Linked DNA regions of Zea mays: region 2 is linked to region 1. The links are chromatin contacts, called in public Hi-C maps. All regions are on one chromosome and are shown on one strand. The core of a region is the stretch at or near the end of the contact, and the rest is flanking DNA. Distances in the headings are between cores, read along the strand shown. Region 1 holds the start of LOC100274208. Region 2 holds the start of LOC100275180 (putative domain of unknown function (DUF641) containing family protein).

What was found. A called contact is a pair of places that touch in the nucleus more often than the background predicts.
Region 2: a Hi-C map of leaf shows a contact between it and region 1, with 6 times the contacts expected there. The contact joins the promoter of LOC100275180 here to the promoter of LOC100274208 in region 1. A contact is called at or near these places in 3 of 25 Hi-C or Micro-C datasets (ear and leaf).

What each region holds. Positions count from the first base shown.
Region 1 is chr1:230,351,448-230,357,669 of Zm-B73-REFERENCE-NAM-5.0, forward strand. It overlaps LOC100274208, which reads right to left and starts at 4,460. Exons shown (of 17, transcript NM_001148580.1): 1 at 4,214-4,460; 2 at 4,038-4,111; 3 at 3,602-3,652; 4 at 2,192-2,347; 5 at 1,352-1,427; 6 at 1,174-1,221; 7 at 1,044-1,088; 8 at 859-958; 9 at 643-694; 10 at 510-551. The coding sequence starts at 4,102.
Region 2 is chr1:230,596,113-230,601,958 of Zm-B73-REFERENCE-NAM-5.0, forward strand. It overlaps LOC100275180 (putative domain of unknown function (DUF641) containing family protein), which reads right to left and starts at 3,363. Exons shown (of 1, transcript NM_001149330.1): 1 at 1,440-3,363. The coding sequence starts at 3,167. The coding sequence ends at 1,755.

The sequences.
Region 1 (6,222 bases), core at 3,210-5,709:
TCGTGCCCAACTCTAAACCAAGTATTGTGAATTAGATGAAATCAAGCCAAAAACCTACTTGTAGGACAAACTAAATGTGTGCTGTTATCAGACTTATCAGCTCCTGACTTGTTTCGCTGGTAATTACTTTCAAAATTGAATGGGTCTATGCAAATTATTGTAGGACAAACTAAATGTGTGCTGTTATCAGACTTATCAGCTCCTGACTTGCTTCCCTGGTAATTACTTTCAAAATTGAATGGGTCTATGCAATGTATTTGAACATATTATTTACAGATTCTATCAGGTGCTACCATACAAATAGAACTCAAGAAAGATAAATAGTTGCAACTTGTAATACATGTGAGTACATATAAAAATAAATCTTCATGCATGGAAGTAAATATAGAAAGACAATATTTATACATGTAAGTCAACAATGGCTAAAGCAACACTCAAGAAAGGCGCTGAAGAGGTCATTATCACTAGACAAATGAAAGATCAATTTAGTGTGCAAATTCAAGTAGGACCTGGCATCTGGAATTCCATGGCAAATGACTTCGTTGACAGACCTGAGTACAAGTGACAACAATGTGAGTAATACCTTTAGTCTCCTAAAACTGAAAACTGATACCAATAACTATTAAAACAAAGACAACATACGTGCAACATGACTTGGGGAAGAAATAGTAATTCAATGGAGATGGGTATCCACCTGAGGATCAAGAATGGAAGTTCTGATCAATAAGAGAATCGAATAGGCATGATTAAGACACAATAGTATTTTTCTTATAAAAAGTTGTAGTGATCAGAAATTCATCATTCAATTAACTAGAGTTCAATTTGTTGCATTTGAATTATAAAGGAGGTCGATCTCACCTCTAGCAATTGTCTCTTCATGGACGACTCTATCAATTTCATCTGTTGTAATTCCTGGTTTAATTACACGAGCAGCTGCATCTAAAACCTCTCTTGCAATCTATAAATGATAGTATGAGATAAAGCTAGAAAAGTGAAATTTAATGTCAGAACTAAGCACTCAATTACACATGCTGGGAACTTACTCGACATGTTACTCTCATCCTTTCTATGAGATCAGGGGTCTTAATCTACAGAGGCACAAAGAAAGCAGTAATCATCAGATATTTGTTCATGGAACATATGTGATACTCAAAAACTTATGAAGGATTTTACCTCTACTCTTTTCTGCAAATCACTATCTGGTTCTATCTTGGGAATTCCCTAAAAAGTACTACAATGTCAGGGAGATTTCAAAGAACATATTGCAAGAGATATCACTTCAAGTGGAATGATGAGATGCCACTGCATGCATACTGTGAAGGAAGAAAAACTTAAAACAACAGGAACTTACATCAAGCGCCCAATCAGGCTTCTCAATTTCATCTGGCACCACACGCATCTTTGATATTGGATGTGGTCTCAATGGACTGAAAGACATAATCATTCAATAAATGTGAGAAAGGTACTACCCAAATAGCTCATTCCTCCCATCCTAGATTATTAGCAAAGAATAAAGGTGCATTACTGCATTTATGTTCAAAATTTTCAATTTGTTAATACTCTCTTTTGGTGTGAAACTGTGAATGGGAGGAAATGTTAAACGCCATGTTTACAGCATGCATGAAGCCACTTTGTTGCTCAAATATACTAGAACTCTCAAATGTGCAGTTAATGGTAAAAGAAATGCTTCATGTATGCACGGTGCATAACCAAGTCAAAAAAAACTATTGTAACTATCCAAAAGACATTGGTTCACTGTGCATAAATGTTAGATTCACTACAATAGTTAACTTTTCCATAGCTCATTTGCTGCTCTAAACCTTTTGCATGGCTGTGGCAGGGTTATTCTTAGTGTTCCACATAGGTTGTGTCAGAATATACCAGCATTTATTTAAGAAGATAAGAAATCAACCAGCTGAAAATTAATATAAATTTGGAATGTTCGAATTTGAGTTGTCACTACCAATTTTTTTGGTGGCTCCTGTTGGATTTCAGGCCTAGCTTACCCAAACTTGGTTGGGACAAGAAACTAGAAAATTTTGTTGTTGTTCTTGTTCTTTTGTATTTGATTGAATTTGAGTAATGTTCAATATTTAATAGCTTCCCCAGTAATTCCAGAGGCAAAAGTAATGCTACACGTATTAACAACAGATCCTACAAAGGAATTACAGATGTAATAATAGTATTTTACCCTGTCCAATCAAAACGAGGAAGTTGCAATGCACGTTCCCGCCCTTTTCTCAGACAATATTTCCAACCTTCTGGAGACTGCTGGGATGCCGGTGCACCAGGCTTTGGGTGAACAGATTTGTGAGAGCTCCATGCTGCCCTAAAACAATCCTGTGTGCTGCAAATGGTTTGTGGACACAAAAGAATTTTATGCTTTTACTAGTTAAAAAATGGTGAAGGAGCAACACATGAAGCATAATTGTACCCTGCACTGTATACCAGCACTTCCAATGGATGCTTTGATATTAAAAGATGTGTTTAACTACCATACCCACTAATAAAGGTATCTAAAGCTATTTACTAACTTCATACTCATTGATGATGAAGTTTCCACATAAGGCCATATCAAAATGATACATGAACCTTTAAATTATGTAGAAAGGTTTATGCTCTGTGATGTTAACTTGTTAAGACAATAAGACTAGCTGATACCCATTGTTTTCAGATCGTCCGACTAATCGCGATTAGTCGTGATTAGTCGAGCTGATCGGTACTCTGTGCTCGATAAGGGTGTTCGATTCGATTAGGGTGGCTGATCGTCCATATCGTCTGATTAGGCGACAATATGGAATGGCTAATCGACTAGCAACCGATCAGTCGCGGTTAATAAGGCCCGGGTAGTCCAACAGTCTGTTTGACTGGACTGGCCCATTATTAGTAGAGGTAGCCGCCCCCAGATCTTCTTGTCTCTTCATCTTCCCTGCCGGCTGGGTGAAAACACCCTTCTCAGTTCTCTCTTCCCAGCTCCCTTCCCTCTCCCTTCAAGGTTCCAACACCCTTCTCTCTACACCAGCTGGGAGAAAACACAGGGACTGGAGATGAGCTCCTCATCTGAAAAGGTATATGTCTGAACTCTGAAGTCTCCAGTTAAGACTGAACTTTTATCATTTGAGACTGAACTCTGAAATCTCCAGTTAAGACTGGACTTTTCTCATTTTAGATTGAACTCTGAAGTCTCCAGTTAAGACCGAACTCTGATGTCTGAACTTTTCTCATTTCTTTGTTCGCTTCAGACTTCAGTTTAGTTAAGACTTCTGAAGCTCTGAAGCTCCTGTCTTGAGTTCAGTTTAGTTTAGTTCAGACTTCAGTTCAGACTATATATCTATATAATATATATATATATATAGTGTTATATATGACTACATGTCTATATATACATATATATGTCCTGCAAATATACAGGACGACCAGGGGGACGATTAGGTTCGATCAGGGGCGACTAATCGCCCTGATCGTCGCCTAATCGTCCAGTGGGGTCGATCAGGCAATCTGAAAACAATGCTGATACGCATCCATCCTGACTCCTGAGAACTTCCTACTATCATGATGTTCCAATGCAGTAAAACAGAAACGAGAGAAGCTTGTCACTGACCAGAAAGCTGCATTCTCACGCGGTAACTTAAGTTCGACACACTTGGGGCATCTGAAAATCAAAACAACAGAGCATAAGCAATTACTTAAAGAAATCAACATGTCTACTACGTGCTACTTTCCAAACTATAACTCTGTTTTTGCAGCCGAATATCACAGCAATCAGAGCCACCCTGGTTCTGCTTTGATGTTCTAACTAAAAGCAGATGAGAGCTAAGATAACCAATTTTTCTACAATTTATACTAAATGGCGTCACAACAAAGCTGCGTCAAGCATCAGATCCTATTACTAGCTGGACCGGTGTAGAGCTTCGAAGCAAGACGCAGCGGGAAAACTCGGCAGCAGGTGCCAAGCAAAACGCGGCGGGAAGAAGTCGACAGCAGATCGCTGCGGAGAGAGGAAGCGGTATGTTCCAGAGGAGGAGAGAAAAACGCACTGAAGCTGAGCGGGCTTGCCGCAGCGAGCGCAAGGGGGCGACGCCTCCGAGGCTCCTTTCTCCATCCCTGCTGCCTGCACCACGCCAGTTGGATCAGGTGGATCAGTAGACTGCTCACTGCTGGACCGGGCGGGAAGTACGCGGAGAACAGCAGAGAAGGGTCCCGTCCAACTCACCTGTGGCGGTGGAGGCTAGGGTTCCGGCGGCGCGTGTAGCGGCGGACACGAGGGGAAAAGAAGGAGGTGGACGGGTCAGCCGAGGAGACGGGCAGTTCCCCTCCAGGTTTGTACGCTTCCTCTGGGAGGAAGGAGCAGCCCGGGATCTTTGTGGACACTGCACAGTCAGGGGCTCAGGCTGGTGACCAAATCAGTTCCCCTCCAGACCACCACCCCATGGGACCCTGTTCCCTGGTGCTGTTTGGACTTTGGAGGCAGGGGAGGGGAAACCATTCCACACTGCTGTTTTTTAATGTAATGACATGAATTTTGTCTCTCAATTAAAAAAATAATTGACCTGTAACTCAAAACCTATACGGAACGCACAAACAACTTTGACAATAACAACCCTATACACAATGTCCATCTTTAGTCTTCGTTGCCGAGCTGAACACAGGTGATGAGCAGCTCCGACTCCCTAAGACAGGCACAACAAGGCCAAAGGAAACACGACGACGAGAAGTAAGACTGGGCGCGTCATCGTTGCTAAGCCACGAGACACCTCACTCAGGACATCTTTGATTCTTCACCAGTGAGACTTCCAAAAAATTGATCCTCTGCCCTGCCCAGCCAAAAGCCTCACCTTTGAAGCTATTGGGCACCAAATTGAGTGTGGCGGATGGTCCGGCCCTGAGGCCTGACAGTCCGCGATCCGAATGATCCGCGCCTGTGGGCCGGACGATCCTCGCGTGCGCAGAACAGATTGGGGTTCCGAGTTTTGTGCTACGGTTGTTAGCTAGATTCGCGGAATTAGCTCGGAAATTAGTTTGTAAAGGGTACAGCCCCCCTCCTCTATAAATAGAGAGGTATACGGCCGATTTATAATTATCAATCGAATCAATAACACTTCTATTTCGCATTTATTTCCTAAGAGTAGTTCTAGTCTAGTTCTAGTTTAGCCTCTCTTCCCCAAAATCTCCGCTTATCTTCGACTTTACGTCGATTAGAGGAATCTAGGTCGGCCTGCCGAGCCTAGACAACTCCTAGGATCTCTCCTCCCCGACGGGGTCCCTCCCGAGAGCGAGATTCAGGCGCCGCCGGTGATCTTCCGCCGCCCCTGCGCACGCACGGACCGTCCGGTCGTCAAGCAGGAAACCCTAGCATCGCACCAGGTCGCGGACCGTCCGGCCCCTGGCCGCGGACCGTCCGCCCCTGTGCAGAGAGTACTGACGCTGGTTCGTGTTGAGTAATTGGCGCCCCAAAAAGGTGTCAACATACTTTTTGGCGACTCCGCTGGGGACGATACATCTAGACCCATCAAATCGGTCCTCAATGGCCGGTTCAATGGATAGTTCTGAAGTCTCCCCCAGCAACATTATAGAGCCGACTTGGGAAACCTTGACGGCTGACGAACAGCTACAGTTTGAAGAGCATAAGGAGCAGCTGATTCAAGAGGCGAGGGCGAAGTTCCTGGCCAACTTCAAGGTGGACAGAAACAATAAAGTCGTTCGACAACGGGCGACGGATCCGGCTTCGCTCCGACCCACACCAGATATCCCCAATGTAAGTAACACAAACGAGCTACAATCTCTTAAGAATTATGTAGATGAATAGCGAGAACAAATGCAAAATATCATAGGGGGTATGCAAAACGATTATAGGAGACTAGTACGTGCATTTGATAAATCTAGTATAGAAAATTTTCCTTCGCACGAGGTTGAATTAGGGGGTAATGTTGGGGCGAAGGCATAGCCGCCACCCTCCGCTCGAAGTCCTCGCCGGTGCCGCTGGTCCGACGAAGACAAAACGGGCAGGGACACCCTTCGCCCGGTACGACGCCAGACAAAGGCCTGCGACGAGGTCCTCCCACCGTGCGGCCTCGTCCAGTTCGGAGGCCCACGTACGATCCGGCCCATTGTAACGGGCCCTGCGCGGTCGCTGTGTGCTACGGGCCTCATTTGTAAAGGCATTCCTGTAATTACGGTCTGTAACCCTGCTTTATGGGAATATTCTGGGGATAACCTGGGTAG
Region 2 (5,846 bases), core at 2,113-4,612, 240 kb after region 1:
GGTCTGCTGGAGCAGCAGGAGTCCAGGACAGTGAGAGGAAGAAGTAAAACAACAGCCCATTTTGGCAGCCAGCAGCAGCACAGCACAGCACCGCACCGCAGCAGTGGGTCAATGACTTCAATCCAGATCTACTCCTGCAGCTCCCAAGCTAGGACGAGGCGGATCCGGTGCGTTTCCACAGCACGAGAGGCGCAGGTACTGAGAGGTACATGTACATGTACATGCCAGTAGGATTCGAGCAGGCAAGTAGCACTAGTAGCTTCCGATCCGGAGCCCGTCAAGGCTGCGACCAGACCAGAGACCACCGAAATATGCTCGCCTCCGGCGGCAGGAAGGCACGGGAGTAAAGCCAACTCAAGGAATAACTAACGGGTGCCGCGCTGTAAGCCGCGAAGCGAGCACGACAGGAATCCGCGAGGTCAGGAGTCAAAAACCCAAAACCAAAAGGGCAGGCAGAGCATCAGGGTGCGCAGAGCCCGGCTGCTGGACTAGAGCCCAAGCAACGAACATGCCACGCGCTGTGCCTGTGCCTTGACCTCAGAGCACTCTACAGAGCCAGCTGTGCCTCCTGTAAGTCCTAATCATGGCTAAAGTCTAAAGACACAGGCCCTCGTTCCAAGGCTGACAATCCGGACGCTTCGGTTCTTGTTTAACATTCTGAATGTTCACAACTTCACAGCCTCACACAGGTTGCTGCTGGTCTACTGCGTCTGCGTGCGTAGGTGACGAGATGCAGTTTACTAGTGATTAGTAGTGAGGATGGTAGCCCCAGCCCGGACAGCTGTCCGGAGCCAAGGATGGATGGACGGGGTCTTGGGTGCCACCGGGAATCAATGCCCTGTAGCTGCACGAGTACGGAAACCTTTTTTCAATGGAAAGAGGAGGAGCGCCGAGGAAAATTATTAGATCCGAGGACGTCGATGATTGTATCTACGTACGCGAGTCCACGACGGAATCGGAATTAGGCGACTAGCTTTCTTGGGACAACGGACGGAAGATACGGGTGACACCGTGACAGGAGAGAAGAATCCAGAATCCTTTCTCCAAACGGGACGAAGAAAAGTGTGTTACCTGCTGAACCCAGCCCCTTTCTGGAGCTCAACAAGGCGCTAAGCATGTCTTCCGGACAGAAGGCATGTGTGCCACGCTGCCTACCTGATCGACTGGCCTCTCGATCCAGGATGATTTTGCAGCCATTTAGCATGTCATGGAAAGAACACTCTGACGTAACGGACTAAACGGTAGTTGCATATCGCGCAGCAGACGGGGTCAGCAGTATTGAATGCCGAACGTGCTTATATGCTGCTGCAGTTCTGAATCGACCGGACGACAGGAAAAGGATCTGGGGGAGGAGAACTATGGCAAGGTAGCACTCATTAATCAGTAGGACAATGCATTAGCTGGTTTTCTTCTAAATATATAAGAGGCCCGCGAGCACGTACTCCCTCATAAATATACATTTACAGATGGAATCGACCTACACACAAATAATTAAGTTACCCAAGATCAGATGGTAATAACCCTTCGACTCTGTTAGAACACAAAGCTCTCTTCACCCGTTGACCTTTGTACAGCCCACAAAAAAAACAAAACTAAATCAAAAGATAAATAGCTTTCTTTATACTCATCATCGAGCAGCGACTTCGATCCTGCAGGTTATTTCCACGCACTGTTCTTGATCGCCTTTACATAACCTCCTTTTTCTTTGGGAATGTACAGTTTCCTTTCTTTGCCTGTATAGTTTCCACTCCAGCTCAAACCGAATCTGTAATGTCTTCTTCCCTCTTCCCGTGATCCAGATACACCGTACACTGGATCACTGTCCCTCCGAGCCGGAAGCCCGGCACCACCGTGAACCCGACCTTCGGCCGCACCGGCTTCCCGGGCTCCTTGCTCCCCGCAAAACACTTCTTCGACCGGACAATGTTCTCCATGTACACCGTCGAGAACTCTGCGCCCCGGCCGACCTGGAATATGCCGACTGCGGGGTCGTATGCCCAGGCTAACCTGTGGAGTGTCCAGATCGAGCTTGCCATTGCGACGAACAGCTCGTAGAGTGGGCCGGCCACGCTCACCACCGGCAGTGTCCCGCACTCTGAGTTCCCGAACAGTGAGGACTCGATGCCTGGATGGATCAGCTGTCTGTACTTGCGGTCGCAGAATCGGGCAAAGTCACAGTCCGGGCTAGAATTCATCAGCTCCATGGGATCTGCATCTGAGTGCTCGATGAATTGCTGCAGTGACTCGTTCCTGCGGGCTGCCAGCTGGGTTCCTCCAAGCTCCGTGGTGTCGGCTGTGGCGCCGAACTGGTAGGAGTCGAAGCCGTCGAACATGGAGAGGCAGACGCGGGAGAGGAGCGCGTAGCGGCAGTGGCCGGACTTGGAGTAGGCGACGCCAGGGTAAGCGGCCTCTGCGGCCGCGGCCAGGTCCCACCCAGCGCACCGCAGGACCTCGGCAAGCGCGCGGGCGAACCGGTGCGCGACGCGGAGCGCCTCGCGTAGGACGGAGTCGAAGACGCCCGCGGACAGCATCGCGCCGACGGCGTCCCCGCCCGGCGGAGGCGCGAGCGCGCGGTCGAGGCGGCCCGCGAGCCGCGCGTTGGCGTCGTCGAGCGCCTCGAGGTCCAGCCGCAGCGCGGCGGCCGCGGCGTCCTTGGCGTCGAGCGCGGCCTGTAGGCGGTTCACCACGGCGTCGAACGACCGCAGCAGTGCCTGGTTCTCGCGCACCTGGGCCTCGAGGTGCGCCGTGAGGGCCCCGCCACCGTCCGTCACGGGCGGGCCCACCGGCCCGCTCCTCGCGATCCGCTTGAGCTCCGACAGCCTCCGGAGGTGCGACACAGCGGCGGCGTCCGCGGCCGCCGCCGCATCCGGCAGGAACGGCGCGTGGGCGGCCTGCAGGTGCAGGTACGCCGCCTGGAACGACGAGGCCGTCGCAAGCGCCGCGGCGACGGCGGCCTCCTGCCCGGACGCCGCCTTCCCCTCCCCATCCGCGCTAGGGTTAGGGTTCGGCGGGTCGGGCTTCAGCACGACCACCCGCTGCCAGGCAAGGACCCCATCCGCCCCCGGCGCCGGAGAGCGCGCTAACCGGTCGGCGTCCTCGTCTTCGTCCTCCTCGGCGAAGAACTCGATGGTCTTGGTCTTGAACGCGAGCGCGAACTTGTGGAGCATGGCTACGCCCGCCGCCGCGCGCTCGGCGCGCTCTTTGTCTCCGCCGCCGAGCGGGGCGGGTTGTCGGCGACGCGAATTGCGGGAGTGCAGAGGTGGGGGATGGAGGTGAGTGGTGGGTGTGGGTGGTTCGGGGCGGTGGGACGGCGAGGAGTTGGGGGCGGTGGAGGGAGAACGCGAGCGAGGAGTGCGGGATCTGGGAAGGAGAGCTGGAGGCACGAGCGCACTTGAGCAAAAGAAGCAAGGCTGTCTGCGACCGTTCGGTACGAATTGGGGAAAAGGATACTTCTACGCTTCCGTGATGGAGGTTTCTGTTTTGACGCACAGATGAACACACAAGAACATCTCATATTGGAGTCTCAAGTATAGAACGTTTGCAAAATTGGCAGCTCTACTGTCTAGTTTGGAAACACTATTTTCCAAAGCATGTGCTTTGAAATTGGTGTTTCCAAATTAACCCTTATAGGAGACAAAAGCCAACAGTTTCACGTGAGTTGTTAAGCTATCTTTAACTGTCTATCTTTATAATCATATTCAAACTCTATTTTATGAATAATACAATTTACAGTATAAAATAATATTTTAGGTAAACAGTAAACTGCTGGACACGATATTAAAATAACCACACAGGATAAGTATATAGTTTAAATTAATTTAGTCGTGGACCATCAAAGCCACAAGGGCCACAAGGTGGAACCGTAAAGTCGTCCAGATGGTCCTCGACACTTACCAATCCAAAAAACAACATCTATCTTTGAACATGTCGATACGGCAAGAATTGGTCTACTACACCGTTCAATCATGCGAACATCGAATTCAGATTAAACTTCTAAAAAAAACTCATCCACTGGACTCGTGTGGAACTGGAACCTGACTCCGGAGGTGAAATCAAAAAATAAAAACTCTCCTCACTGCCATAGTAAGCTAACAGGTTCGTTGACTTTGACTACCCCGAGCTCTTTCTCAAAAGGCGATCTGCCCCCTCATTGGATTGAGCTGTAGTAGTAGGCCTGTAGCGGAGCAGGCCAGAGGCATCATCAACCCACGCATTGGCCTTGACCATGGCCAGGGCGGCAGTTCACCTAACTGCCTATCTGGCGCTCTGGCCCCCAGGTGTCAGGCTCTACCAGTTAGTACACGCTTGGAGCAGCGGCTGGCTTGGCTTGGGCGTTCTGTTCGTCTCCTTTGCCTGGTCCGATGCGGGTGGCTTTGTTCCGTTGCGCTCGTGAGCATTCAACTGTCACGGGCGAGGGATTCAGGCTGGTGGCCTGCGTTGCTCTTGCTAGTCCACGATGAAAGCGACTCACAGAGAGGCTTACCAGTTACCAGCCACAGTTTTTGGGGCCCCCCTTTGGTGATCTTGGATCCTAGCTTCCTTGTCTGTATGGGCCACGCACTAGGAAGTGAAGCGGACCTAGCTTGCTGCTACTTTAGAGTACCTCAGTAGAGCTAGAGACTGGGGACAAAAATATATACACACCCCTGTCTTCTACAGTAGTACAGGAATTGCATGATTAGTGTGTTATCCGTGATCTCGATGAATAATAAGAAGCGTCGAAGCTGAGCCACCACTGGTGATGAAAAGATTATTCGCTCAAACTGTCTTGGTCTGCGAGATTGAGAGCACACTTTCGCCTCGAAATCCCATGCAAAAAAAGTTCTCTTGATTCTCGAAGATCTATTAGTGCAAGATGACACCGGCAATAGTTGGCACATCCTTCTCAGCAGCGGTGCAAGCCGAGAGGATTCTTTTGTCCCCCTCTGCAAAAGCGCAAATGGGCAGCGCACTCCTCTCTATCTGCTGCCGTAGATCCCCATCCTGTCGCCCCAGAATCCCCGCCCCTACCGCGTGGCTGCATAGTGCATACACCGGAAACTTATACCTTATAGAGCGCCGGCCGAAGCCACGAGCCCATGGATACGCCGAAGTGGCGAGCGGTTGGCATCATCGCACTCCACACCTGTGAAATCAATCATTGTTTGGTAGTGGTAGATCAGATATATGCACTGCTTGCTTTCCTTTCTGTGTGCTGTGCGGCTGTGACTCTGTGCCTTGTGTTGTGTTTGCTTATGACTTTTTTTTGGGTACTTGGTGTGGGTTGCTTTAGTAAGTTAATCTAGTGTTCTCAGTGACGGGCATAATTAAAGGCGAGGGGGACGAGCCGTTGCAGATTGGCAGTGGCTGGGAGACTCTGGAGTCTGGATAGAAAAACCTAACCCTTTGACCTGGAGATGTATTGTTTAAGCCAGACCTGCAGATTGCAGCATAAAAGGTGTCTTTTAATGCTTGTTTAAGAGTAAGAGTAATGGAGTGGATTAAGTGAGCTAGAATTTCTCACTATTTAAAATAGTAATGGATTCTAGCTCTCTCAATCATTTTCATTATGCTTGCTCTCAAACAAATCCTTATAGGAACTTTTTTAATTTCGTGAGACAAGTTCAATAGCATTGTTCAGCCTTCTCCCTTTTTATCAGTTAGAAAAAACGACCTATTCTTTACTACTAGAGAGAGGGTAAAATTGAACAGTTGATAGAGGCTCAGATTTAGAAACGTCTTATTCATTACCACTAGAGATTGACAAAATTGTTTGGCCCATGTTTTCTGCCCCTGGCAACTATGGTGAGATACCCCAATTCTGATGATAAAAAGAAAAGGAATAGCCAAATTTATATGGATACAGA